Regions from separate parts of the Anser cygnoides genome. Here region 2 is linked to region 1. A link is a contact called in public Hi-C data. All regions are on one chromosome and are shown on one strand. The core of a region is the stretch at or near the end of the contact, and the rest is flanking DNA. Distances in the headings are between cores, read along the strand shown. Region 1 holds the start of SAYSD1 (SAYSVFN motif domain containing 1). Region 2 holds the start of GLO1 (glyoxalase I).

What was found. Hi-C and Micro-C count contacts between places; a contact is called where the count stands out from the background.
Region 2: a contact with region 1 is called in a Hi-C map of liver, with 2.2 times the contacts expected there. The contact joins the promoter of GLO1 here to the promoter of SAYSD1 in region 1. A contact is called at or near these places in 2 of 7 Hi-C or Micro-C datasets (both in liver).

Annotation. Positions count from the first base shown.
Region 1 is chr3:32,762,374-32,768,287 of Taihu_goose_T2T_genome, reverse strand. It overlaps SAYSD1 (SAYSVFN motif domain containing 1), which reads right to left and starts at 1,428. Exons shown (of 2, transcript XM_048080078.2): 1 at 1,273-1,428; 2 at 759-1,171. The coding sequence starts at 1,428. The coding sequence ends at 875. LOC136790370 (a long non-coding RNA gene) reads left to right here and starts at 1,459. Exons shown (of 2, transcript XR_010830198.1): 1 at 1,459-1,661; 2 at 1,755-2,171.
Region 2 is chr3:33,002,684-33,008,805 of Taihu_goose_T2T_genome, reverse strand. It overlaps GLO1 (glyoxalase I), which reads right to left and starts at 3,402. Exons shown (of 7, transcript XM_048080077.2): 1 at 3,244-3,402; 2 at 2,410-2,492; 3 at 771-911; 4 at 1-28. The coding sequence starts at 3,324. DNAH8 (dynein axonemal heavy chain 8) reads left to right here and starts at 3,455. Exons shown (of 93, transcript XM_013171043.3): 1 at 3,455-4,515; 2 at 4,921-5,010.

The DNA.
Region 1 (5,914 bases), core at 179-2,678:
AAACAGGATTTGAAAGACCAAGCTGTGATTTTTGTTCTTTACTCAGTACTCACAGGCATAAACTCTATTAGCTGCTCTTCACTATGGCAGTTATCAATGATTTGTTTCAATCATGTTTTGTTCCCGTATTTTAGAAATACCAGCGATCACACAGAAAGTGTATACCTGACAGTGTATGGAGTGATTGGAAGAGGCATCACCAGCTGTGCTATGGTAAAAAAAAAAAAAAATGAATCCAGTAACAGGGCAAATCCCTTTCTATCTGAGGGCTTCCTGCATTTCCACATCTGCTGCACGTTGACCCTAAATTTTAAAAAATTACAAAAAAAAAAACATTACCTGTCAGGAATAATAATCAAACCTTTTGTCTTACACTGCAGATGATAAAAGCTGTCACTTGAAGTGAACAGGGAACTTGCATCAAAATCAGATGTGTTAGACGAAACGCTTGAGTGTTAACAGAAGCACCCGCCTCAGCTGTTCTTATACTGCCTCATGTCTTCAGCAAGTGGGTTCCAGACAGAGCTGGCAAAGAAGAGCAGTTAATCACTTTATTAAAGCTGTTGTCAAGCAGCAGCCTTCCTGCCACCACTATTAAGGATACCAGGTGCAGAAACTGACCAGCTGCCAAGCTGACGGCCAGCTGTGCGAGGGCCGTGCCCCTCAGAGCCCTTCCAGCACCGCTCAGAGCAGCTGCTTTCCGCTTCGGTGCCTGCCAGCCGGGCCCGGGGCCACCCCCCAGGAAAGGAGACCAGAGCTACGCTTTGCTACGGCTTTATTCGGGTCCGAGCCGCGCCCGGGGCCGGCCCCCTTCCCTCCTCGTCCCGCAGCAGGCCGGTGCTGAGGCGAGGGGGCCGTGCCCGGCGGCCAGGCGCTACCTCCCGGCGGCCGGCCGGTAGTGCAGCTCCCGCTCCAGCTGCTCGGCCGTCAGCGTCCCGGCGATGGCGGCGCAGCCGGGGTTGAACACGGAGTAGGCGCTCAGCTCGCCCGGCCGCCGCTCGCCGGGGCCGCGGGTGCCGGCGTACATCCAGTACAGGAGGGAGACGACGAAGAAGGGCAGCCCCAGCTCCAGCTCGGCGAACAGCGCCAGCAGCACGGCCCACAGCAGCACCTTCAGCGCCAGCACCAGCAGCGGCCGCGCCGGCTCCGTCGCCGCCGGGACGGGACGGGGCTGTGGAGGCAGCAGCGAGGCGCGGCGTCAGGCACCGGCCCGCCGCCGCTACCGCCGCCGCTACCACCGCACGCCCCCTACCCGCCCACCACTGCGCTCACCTGGCCGCCGCGATCCGGGCCCTCCGAGGCCTCCGGAGCCGCGGCCTTTCCCGGCGGCTCCTCGGAGAGCGGCGGGAGGCGGGCGGCGGCGGAGCCGGTGGTGGTGCCGCGGGCGGCCCGAAAGCGGGCGAGGCGCTGCTCCACGGCAGCCGCCATGGCCGCCCCGCGGCTGCGCAAGGGCGGGGCAGCGGCCGCGCCTGTGACGCCTCAGCGGAGGGCGGGCGGGGCACGGGTGGGGGATCGCGCGCGCCGCCCTGCGGGCCGGCCGGAATGGGGAGTCAGATTGCGGGGTCCCCCAGCGCTGTGAAAACCAAATTTCGGAGGTTTTAGGCCTCTGAAAACACGGGGAGATGGCCAGATGGGTAGTCGCGCCTTTCCGTGCAGAATAGGTAGGGGACCCCACTACGTAGCTCTGAAGAAAAGTTGGACGTGACTGAAAGCCTCCCCTTTTTCTTTCCTTTTTTTATTTTTAAATCTTAAAGACTAACGTCAACACCAAAAAGAAAAGGAAACAGAGGGAAGAAAGCATGGGGTGACCAAAGGACGCACAGGGAGAATGAGATGTTAGCTGCTCTGGTGACTCCAGTGTTTGTATTGACGCCTGAGCGGCCATTTTGTGAAAACACTGGGCAGCACCAGAAGGGACAGCAACATGGCGGACACACGTGTTGGGCCCTGCACGAAGCCCTACTCATTTGGCCTGTCCTAGGTGGCTGCTGCTCTCAGGGAGGCTGAGAGGCACCGGGGATGACCCAGCACCACCCTGCTTCTGGCCATGGAGAAAGACATGATGGCCAAGCCAGCAGGGCCCCACGGAAGTAGGCTCTGCACGGTGGCACATCCAGACAGGCCCATCCTTCTCTCTGTTTAACCAAAAAATTAAACTCAGGAGAAGCAGCTCTGTCACATTGTCTTTCAGCTATCATTACAGCTGAGAAATAGAAATTTATTTACAGGAGCTTGCTCTTAGCCTCCAGAGTAGAGCATTTATCACTTTCCAGCAGTAATAGTTACCAATGAGACATCATTTCATCCTGCAGTGCTGTTTCCAGTCACTTATAGCTTTCTCAGAAGTGACCTTTAGGGCTGAATATCTCATGCATGTGTCAGCCTAGAAGTAAACATGAGAAGTCTAATAAAAAAACAATTTGGGTGTTCTTAAGTTATCTTAATGTGGAAAATTTTATTTTATTTTACTTTTTCCAACTAAATCATTTTTCAAATGCCTATTTTATGCTTGGTTACAAAATAACTTTTCTTTCAACCTTCAGACTTTGAAAAAAGTGCCACAGTGAATGACATTTTTCTCTTTATTTGTGGAAATTTGATTTTGAAATCACAATCCAAAATGTTTTAGGATATCCTACACATGACATTATTTGATTTTGATTTTTTTTTCTTCCTCTTACACTACTGCTCATGAAAACAATGCCTCCAAGAAGTGATGGGTAGTTCCACAATTTATGCTCTGCATGTGTCATTAGTCAAACTAATAGTTAAAGCTGAGTTTAATTTTATTCAAATTTTACTGTTTTATCATGTTTTTGCTAGCATGCAAATAGCTATTTTATAGCTTTGTTGGGCTACCTATATTACTGTGTATTGTTAGAAAACACATAAAAGAGTGCCATGAATCATGCCTTTGAAGTGTAAGTGCACTACAGTAACATCATCCGTAAATGAGCGTTACACAGCAGACAAATACCTAAACAAATTTTATACATAGCGTCTTAAATGACTTCAGCAGATCATTTTTGTAAATGAACAGCTTAATTGCATAGATATTTAGTGTTTTTTGTTTGTTTAACAAACCATCTGGACAATTTATTCTGGACTCCAGTGCTTAAAAGGGTTCAAGACAGTTCAACAAGCCCTATCTTTGTATCCTCATCTAGTGACTGGAAGGGCAGGAGAGTGCATTGAGAATTGGAGGAACAATTCTTTGGGACGTTTGAAGTGCTTAGTGCCTTTCTCCCTATGTATAAGAAAAACAAATTAACCATAGGTTTTTGTAGTGTGTAGTGTTTAGGCAAGCTAGACACCCGCAAATCTATGGGCCCTGATGGGATGCACCAGAGGGTGCTGGGGGAGTTGGCGGATGTGATTGCTGGGCCGCTTTCCATCATCTATCAGCAGTCATGGTCATCTAGAGAGGTCCCAGATGACTGGAGACTTGCAAATGTGACACCCATCTATAAGAAGAGTCATAAGGAGGACCTGAGGAACTACAGGCCTGTGAGCCTGACTTTGGTGGCAGGAAAGGTGATGGAACAGGTCATCTGGAGTGCAATCACACAGCATATGAAGGACAACTGGGGGATCAGGCCAAGTCAGCATGGGTTCATGAAAGGCAAGTCCTGCCTGACCAACCTCATCTTCTTCTATGACCAGGTGACCTCGCTGGTGGATGAGGGAAAGGCTGTTGACGTAGTCTACCTAGACTTCAACAAAGCCTTTGACATGGTATCCCATAGTGTTCTCCTGGAGAAGCTGGAGGCCCATGGCTTGAACAGGTACACTCTTTGCTGGGTTAAAAAGTGGCTGTATGGCCAAGCCCAGACAGTAGAGGTAAACAGAGTGAAATCCAGCTGACAACAGGTCACCAGTGGTGTTCCCCAGGGGTTGGTGTTGGGGCCCATTCTCTTTAATGTCTTTATTGATGACTTGGATGAGGGAATTGAGGGCACCCTCACTAAGTTTGCAGATGACACCAAGTTGGGGGGAAGTGTTGATCTTCCGGAGGGTAGGAAGGCCCTGCAGAGCGACCTGGACAGGATGGATCGATGGGCAGAGGCCAATGGGATGAGGTTCCACATGGCTAAGTGCCTGGTCCTGCACTTTGGCCACAACAACCCCATGAAATGCTACAGGCTTGGGGTAGAGTGGCTGGAAAGCTATGCAGAGGAAAGGGATCTGGGGGTGTTGGTCAACACTTGCCTGAACATGAGCCAGCAGTGTGTGTGGGTAGCCAAGAAGGCCAACGGCATCCTGACCTGTATCAGGAATAGTGTAGCCAGCAGGACCAGGGAGGTGGTCGTCCCCCTGTACTCTGCTCTGGTGAGGCTGCACCTTGAGTACGATGTTCAGTTTTGGGCCCCTCACTTCAAGAAAGACATTTAGGCTCTGGAACGTGTCCAGAGAAGGGCTACAGAGCTGGTGAAGGGCCTGGAACACAAGTGCCATGAGGAGCAGCTGAATGAACTGGGGTTGTTTAGTCTGGAGAAGAGGATGCTCAGGGGAGACCTTGTTCCTCTCTACAACTACCTGAAAGGAAGGTGTGGGGAGCTGGCGGTCAGCCTCTTCTCACAGGTAACTAGTGATAGGACTAGAGGGAATGGCCTCAAGTTGTACCGGGGGAGGTTTAAGTTGGAAATGAGGAGACAGTTATTCTCAGAAAGAGCAGTCAGGCATTGGAATGGGTTGCCCAGGGAGGTGGTGGAGTCACCGTCCCTGGGAGGTTTAAGGAGAGGTTGGACATGGTGCTTAGGGACATGGTTTAGTGGGTGACATTGGTCGTAGAGCGATGGTTGGACCAGATGATCTTGAAGGTCTTTTCCACACTTAATGATTCTATGATACTAATATTGTGAGACAAGTCTTGCACGCATGTGCAGCAGCTAAGTAAATGTTTAATCAAAAATTTGAGGTGCTATTGATAGATCTCTAATGCTTTGTTCTTGATAACTGAAATTCTAGATCTTCCCATCAACTGCTAGGAGGCAGCATTAAGATCATCTCAAAAACTTGCAATTCTTTTGGGCTGGTTTTATGCTAAACCATAATTGCCATATCTATAATGCCAAGCCCTTGTGCTTCTCTGTCAGGAAAAAAAATGTTATTCTTTATAAATTTCTAACACACCAATTCTGCCTTTTCCTTTACCCCAGCTACCAACTTTTCATTATATTTTAATATTTATGGTATAAAAGAATCTTTGCCCATTCAGCGTCTTCCTCTCAGCCAATTGGCATGAGCTTACGGGATCACCTTTTCAGTAGATGGGAACTGCCAAACCATTAGCAACTGTGGAGATTGCAAGACTGACTGCAAGTCAGCAAGAGAACAGGAGACGAAGTGGCTGGTGAAAGAAGTGACAAAACTAGAAAACTGCCAAAGCTATGTCCAGAGTGCACTATTTTTTTTTTATTTTTGCATGCGGCAACTGCAGAATTTTTCTAAATTAATTTTCAAGCTTCTCCGCTCCTTCTAGCTCCTTCAGAAAGCAAGAAAACTGAAAACTAATTTGGGGAAATATTTTACATGACAGAAGGCATTAGAACTCTTTGTGGCAAAGTATAAACCCAACGGAGTTGATAAGAGCTAAGTGTTGATAGCAACATTTGGATCCCATGGCACCCTTTTCCTTTGGCACAGCAACAGACTATCACCAGCACATCTTGGCATCGGCAACCTGTTTATTCAATAGTACAGGCTCAGGGCCTTTGCCTAATGTTTTGGAGTGTTGCTTCTTACTTCTTACAGCTGCGGTTATCTCTTTGAGTCAAGTTCATGCACGCCAGCTTTTTCAGATGTATCAACAGTAATCAAGTGACATTAATTCTCTTGATGGATTAATATAATTCATTGACAGGAGCTTTCTCCTTCATGATACAAGCATCCACACAACACACTGACTTGCTAA
Region 2 (6,122 bases), core at 2,153-4,652, 240 kb before region 1:
ATTTTCATCATTTTCAGTGCCCCAGTTGCTGTAAGAAGTAATAATTACACATTGAAATCAACAAGTCCCAAATGTTCAGTTTCCTCAGGAAGTTGTTTCTTCTAAAAACCAAAAAATTTCAATTGCTGGCTGCATTCATTAAACTATCAATATTTTCCCAAATCACAGGTTCTAGGGAGTCTTCAAAGCAGACAAAGGGCTAATTCAGTCAAGTTCATACCCTTCACTAATATTCACGTTCTACATTTGAATGAGTCTGAGAGGCACTCCTATCTCATTCCAATTACAAAGGAGAGCAGGTCTCCCTGCACTTCTGTGCAATCATTAAATCATTAGTAGCATTAGCAGAATTGTCCTGTTCATGTAAAGTTGTTTTTTTTTTTGACTTAATACCTCTTTAGATTACACTTCAGAAGCAATAGTTACCCCGCTATCGGGATGCTTCAAGGGATCCCAGAAGTTCTAACCACATCGTTTTTCCTCAATTCCACGGTATCCCTCCCCAGATAGTATGTATATTCAAAGAGACAGCAAGTATTACTTCATACTTATATACCAGTGTTCACCCAGCAGTTTGAAAGAGCTCTATAAAGAGAGAGATTAAGCTTGCCAAGTATCTAAGATCTCAGCCATATTTTAAAGCTTTATGACAGTGAAGATGTTTCTGTAGTAGTTAGAACATTTTTATTCAATCCAACAGGACTTACAATCATCTGCTTCTGTTTAATCACCATTACTTAAATGTCATCTCTCATCGCATTAATACTTACTGTGTCAGTTCAAGCGTAGCTTTTCTAGAGAAGGTCCAAGCTGTTCTCTCAGTTTTATCTTTTGGGATATCATTTTTATCTTCGTACCCCAGGAAAAACAGTGAGAACTTCATAGTAGGAAAGTCAAATTTTTGAAGCAGTCTAAGTGAAAAAAAAAATTTTGAAATAGCAACTAAAAAAAGATAATCGGGTAGCCTGCAAATAAATCAATATTCTTCCCCCATGGGAGAATTACTGCCATGATTTTTGCCTGACTGCAGTCCACATCTTAAAATAGCTATGTTTTGAACTATCAAGTAGAAACATTCCAGAACACATCATAAACTTACAAAGACTAGAAGAAACAGATGCTTAAAAGCCAAGCCATCAGTAACTGGATAGCAAAGTCAATACAAAGGCTTATGTCTGAGGCCGCCACTGTTACTAGTATGTATTTCCTCAGGAAGATCCTTATGTTCATCCACTTTACAGTATCACCAAGGAATAACAACCATTTACTTTGAAATTTACTCATGCCATAGAACTTGCTGGCACCAGACCAAGTTTACAAACACAAGCAAATTAAAAAAATAAACACACAGATGAAATATTTTTACTATTTCCACAGATTGGTATAATCATAAAAGTCATTTCAGACATGATAATTTAATCAACTACAAAATACCCAAGGTCAGAAAAAGCTGCTTATAAAGTTTATCCCTTTGCTAACAGCAAGGATTCACTCGCTTTATTGTGACATATCTGATACACACACATCATTGTTCTATAGAAAATTGCACAAGATAACAGACTGCTAAGAGTGATCTCATATGATGTGTACAAAATGTTGTAAGCTTCAGAGAACTTTTGAAAAGACTCTGCTACTTTTACCTCATTCCTAGAAACGTGGCATACTTCAAATCATTTTTACATCGGAAATTTGATCAGAGCAAGCAAGCATGCAAGACACACCTAATTTATTTTTCAGCTTACCATTTAATTACTTTTTAATTTCTGTCACACACCTCTTCACTGAAGTAGAAGCATTTTATTTTACCTTAGACTGGACTGATTTCAGGATGTTTAAAAATAAACTAGAATGTTGCTTTAAAACAAACTCTTTTCATATGACAAGAATGTGCAGAGTCTTAGCACAAACACCTTAGGCTACTGCAGGGCATCTGCCTCCTCACAGCCTTCTCCAAAAGGAATTTGAACCTTGTCACCAGTTTGTGTTGTCTTGGTCTCTTATGTCCAGAGGTGGTCACCAGCCACCTCTGAGAACTAGCAGAAAGTTTTAAGATTTATAGCAACGACTCCTGATTATAAGCACTGTCATACAAGTTACCAGTTAACTGCCGGATCACCGAAGATAAAGTAAGAGAGTTGTATACTGATGATTAATAACCTACTTCAGTGAAAAAAAGAAAATTCTAGCCAACACCAATTTTAGTTCATTTGCAACTTTAATTGCAACATTAATTATGCTGTGGAAATTCTTGGTGATTGCCAGACTACTTAACTTGGCATTAGTTGATAGGCCAGCACTGTTGATGTAGTTAGACCAATTAGTATAATTACATCAAAATAACAAAAACTTGTCTTTTGAAAACAATACTATGAACAACCAAAGTTACTGTAGCATACAACTTCCACTCACGTCATTCCAAGAATTCTTGTATAAAAATCCAGCGACTTCTTAGGATCCTTTACTCTTAACATTGTCTGCTGAAACAAAAAGTCCTGTGGGGGAAAAAAAGAAGAGTTTATTTTTATATATGAAACAAATATGTACTAACAAAGAAGTAAGTTAGTAATGAAACTAAAAACGGCAGGTATAGAAGTAACAAATACAGTATTATATCCAATGTAAATAAAATCTTTGCTCTTGATGCTACCGATGCACCTTTGTATTAAATAAAAATACCTTTGTAGCATAAGGAGGAAAAAAAAAAAAAGAAACTGCAGGCATCATTCCCTATGTAAATCAGAAATATCAAAAGTTTGTAGCATTCTTATTTTTATTATTTTTTTTTTTATGGAGCTGTACTATACATGCTGTGCCCTGCATGCAGGTACGTGAGCAGTTGATACTCACTGCAGTTGGTACTCACTGCATACATACACAGAACTTAATTAAAGCTAAACTGCTGAGCTCATTATTTCATTGCACAGTTGTTGAATCTCTGTCAAGCACAACGGTATTTTGGCCTACCAGTCTGTAAAGGTATTTTCTCAAGCCACAGCATAACTTTATATACCAAGGGCTACTGAACAGCTAGGTGGATGAAAAGCAAGTTAGATACTTCCGACACATATCCCATGCAGACTTAGATTCTAAGTTTAAATACTACCAGCTATTTCCCCTAATAAAACAGCCGCCAATTCTCTCCCTTCCCGGCCCCATGCCGCCCCCCACCCTCCAAAGGGGGACGCCGCCGCCGCTACCACAGCGCCGATGCGCCCCCACACACTCCCCAGCCGCCCACCCCACCTTGGTGCTGGGATCCGGCTCGGAGCAGGCGCCATAGACAGCCTCATCGCTGAGGCCGCACGGCTCTGCCGGGGCCGCCATTTTACGGAGCTGGGAGAAGGGGAGGAGAAGGGAGGATGAAGGCTGCCCGGGGGAGGCAGCGCTCCGCCCCGGAGGTGTGGCGGAGCCGCCTTCGGCTTCGTGCTACGGGGGGTGTCCACGAAGGGATGGAGAGCGGGGCTTTCCCTCGGCTTATCTATCTATCTATTTATTTATTAATAAAAAAAAAATCCCACCAATCCCGCTTTTGGGGTGGCCGGATTGGTGGCTTCTCCCGTACTAATAAACGGGTGCTTTTAAATGTAAGTCAAATTTAACCTGCAGCGTGCGGCAGGTTAATTACCCAAAATGTGGAGGCACGGGTGTTCTGCATGACTGTGAAGGAGCGCCCCTCTCTGGATCGCAGGCAGAGGGTACCATAAAAGCCCCTGGACAGGCTTACATATTTAACTCTAATAAACTGCTTTATTTTGTAAATCCTTCCAACTGATGGCACGTTAAGGTGGCTTGAAAATCTGACTTTATGCCTTTAGACTGTGAGCTTACAAATGTGTGGTTTACTCATTTCAGTACCTAGAGATGTCAGTTTCTGTCTTGACTGACAGAAGCTAAGGGAACATTTTGGATAATAGTTGCTTCCCTTTAGAGTTACACAGTGCCACTTTGGGCTAACCTGTTATTTCAGGTGTAAAAGGTAAGAATACTCTGTCTTTCAAAGCTAAGAATGAAAAACAGCTTTTTCTTGCCTGAACTGAATATTCAACATAAGCTTACACTTGTGGTAATTAAGAAGAACAAACAAACAAACAAACACACATGGCAGCACAGAAATTTTGTGTAAATCTTGTTACGCTTCTTGAGTTCAGAAAGTACACATAGTGCGCATGAAACAAATCCCTGATTTTATGATATCAAGCTGTGCAAGTTCCTTCACAGAGGCCTTTGGTGCTCCCCACGGCCCTTAGGGCAGGGGCAAGGTTCAGCTCCTGAGAGCTGAGAGGCAGCTGTGGGCCCCTGAAGGGCGGCGGTGGCTGGAACCGAACCGAGCCGAGCCTGCAGCGGTTACGGGCGCCCGGTAACGGCCCGGCCCCATAACGGCCGGCCCCACAGAAGCCGCCGCGTTGCGCAGTACCGGCACGGAGGCTGGCAACGGCAGACCGGGACGGAGGGAGCCCGCCGCGACGGGGCGGTTGTGCTGCCTTGGGGTCGCTCTCTTGGTCCCTGTGCTGTGAGGTATACTTGGAGCCAGGCTGGTGAGGTTCTGCCTGCCTCTCTCTCCTGAAGTAGAAGTGCCGGTTTAGGTACCTCAGCTTGTCGGGAGAGAGATAGAGATCAGGATCCCTGCTCCTCTACGCTTGGGAGGCGTCTTCTCCTTCCCTCCCTCACCACCTCCTCCCCACACCTTCTCAGATGTGCTCCTCTGGAGCAATGTGGGGCTTTCCTGGCATCCCACTAACGGGTGTCCCTGCTCCCAGCCCCTTGGGCTGGCTCTGTCAGCGTACTTGATTGCTGAAACTGGAAGGTTTAGAATTGCCCTTCTCAGGCTGGTCCCCAAGGTGAGGCTGCCCCAAGGACTGTGGAAACCTTGGCAGCTATGGAGCAGCATTGAGACTTTGTTTCTCTCTTCCTCTCCCTAAGTCCTACTGTCAAATTGCTGCCGCTCTAAAGGGGTCAGGAGAGAAGCTGAGAGAATCACTTTTCAATGGACGGGTGCTACTGCTAAACAAGGTAACACCATTTTCATCTTATTATTTTATAAAGAACTAGTGCATTGGTCAACATTTTTCTACAGATTTGCTGAGAAATACAGAAAAATGTATGTCATGTTGATTTATTCATTTATTTATTTATTTATTTATTTTAATAGCAAAACCTGTTATGAACCAAGCATTTGGGTTGGATCTCAGCTCTAGGATTAAGAACATAAGAAAATCAGAACTACCATACTACGTCAAACTAATGATCTTTCCCCCTTGTGTTCCCTCTCTAATAGTGGTCAGTGGTTGCTGTCTAGTTTGGGAAAAAATACAAGAACCAAGACACTATACAGATCAGGGGCTATCTCCTGATAGCCCCTTCAGATTCTGTCAAACAGAAGCTTGGGGACTACAAGTTTGCCTAGATTTCAGAGGCAGAGCAGTGCCTCATCTCTGAATCTCAGAGTTCAGAGGAGAGGCATAAACATTTTCTGCATAAAAAGAAGAAAATTCAAATAACATTCTTCAAGCTGCTATCAAAACCAGAGAATGACTGCTATCCCTTTGCCAAAACTTTTGAGAAAGAGGGAGAAAAATACTACCAGTGTTTGGAATGATGTAGAATAAAGGATACTAAATCTTGGATTTGAGTTCCAGGGAAAAGTGGAAAGAATGAATTTGTTGGTTTATGCTATACTTCAACTGTACGTAAAAGATGGTGCAGGAAACTAGGCTCACTATTCATTTGTTTTGCATGAACAGGCCCTGTAGACAAGGTTTAGGGCACCTGGAGAGGAGGAAAAGAAAGTTTGAATGTAAAAGAACATCTACTGTTTTAACTAGAATAAGTAGTCAGCTGGAGTTCATGCTCTTTTCATCTGAAGATCATGCTCTTCTCATGCTGAGATCTGAAAATCTCAGCCTGGACACCAGACAACTTGTGCATATATGTTTGGAGAGTAAGGGAGGATGCTGGTATACAATGTAGTCTTTGTTTCTAAAGAAAGCTGTGAGAACCCATCTCTCTAATCTTGAACTTTAGGGTAAAGTATCAACATCATGGTACAACTGCAAAAGGCAAAGAAATTAACATCCAACCTATTCCAATCCACCTGAGTTTCAAAGACGAAAGTGCCACTGCTG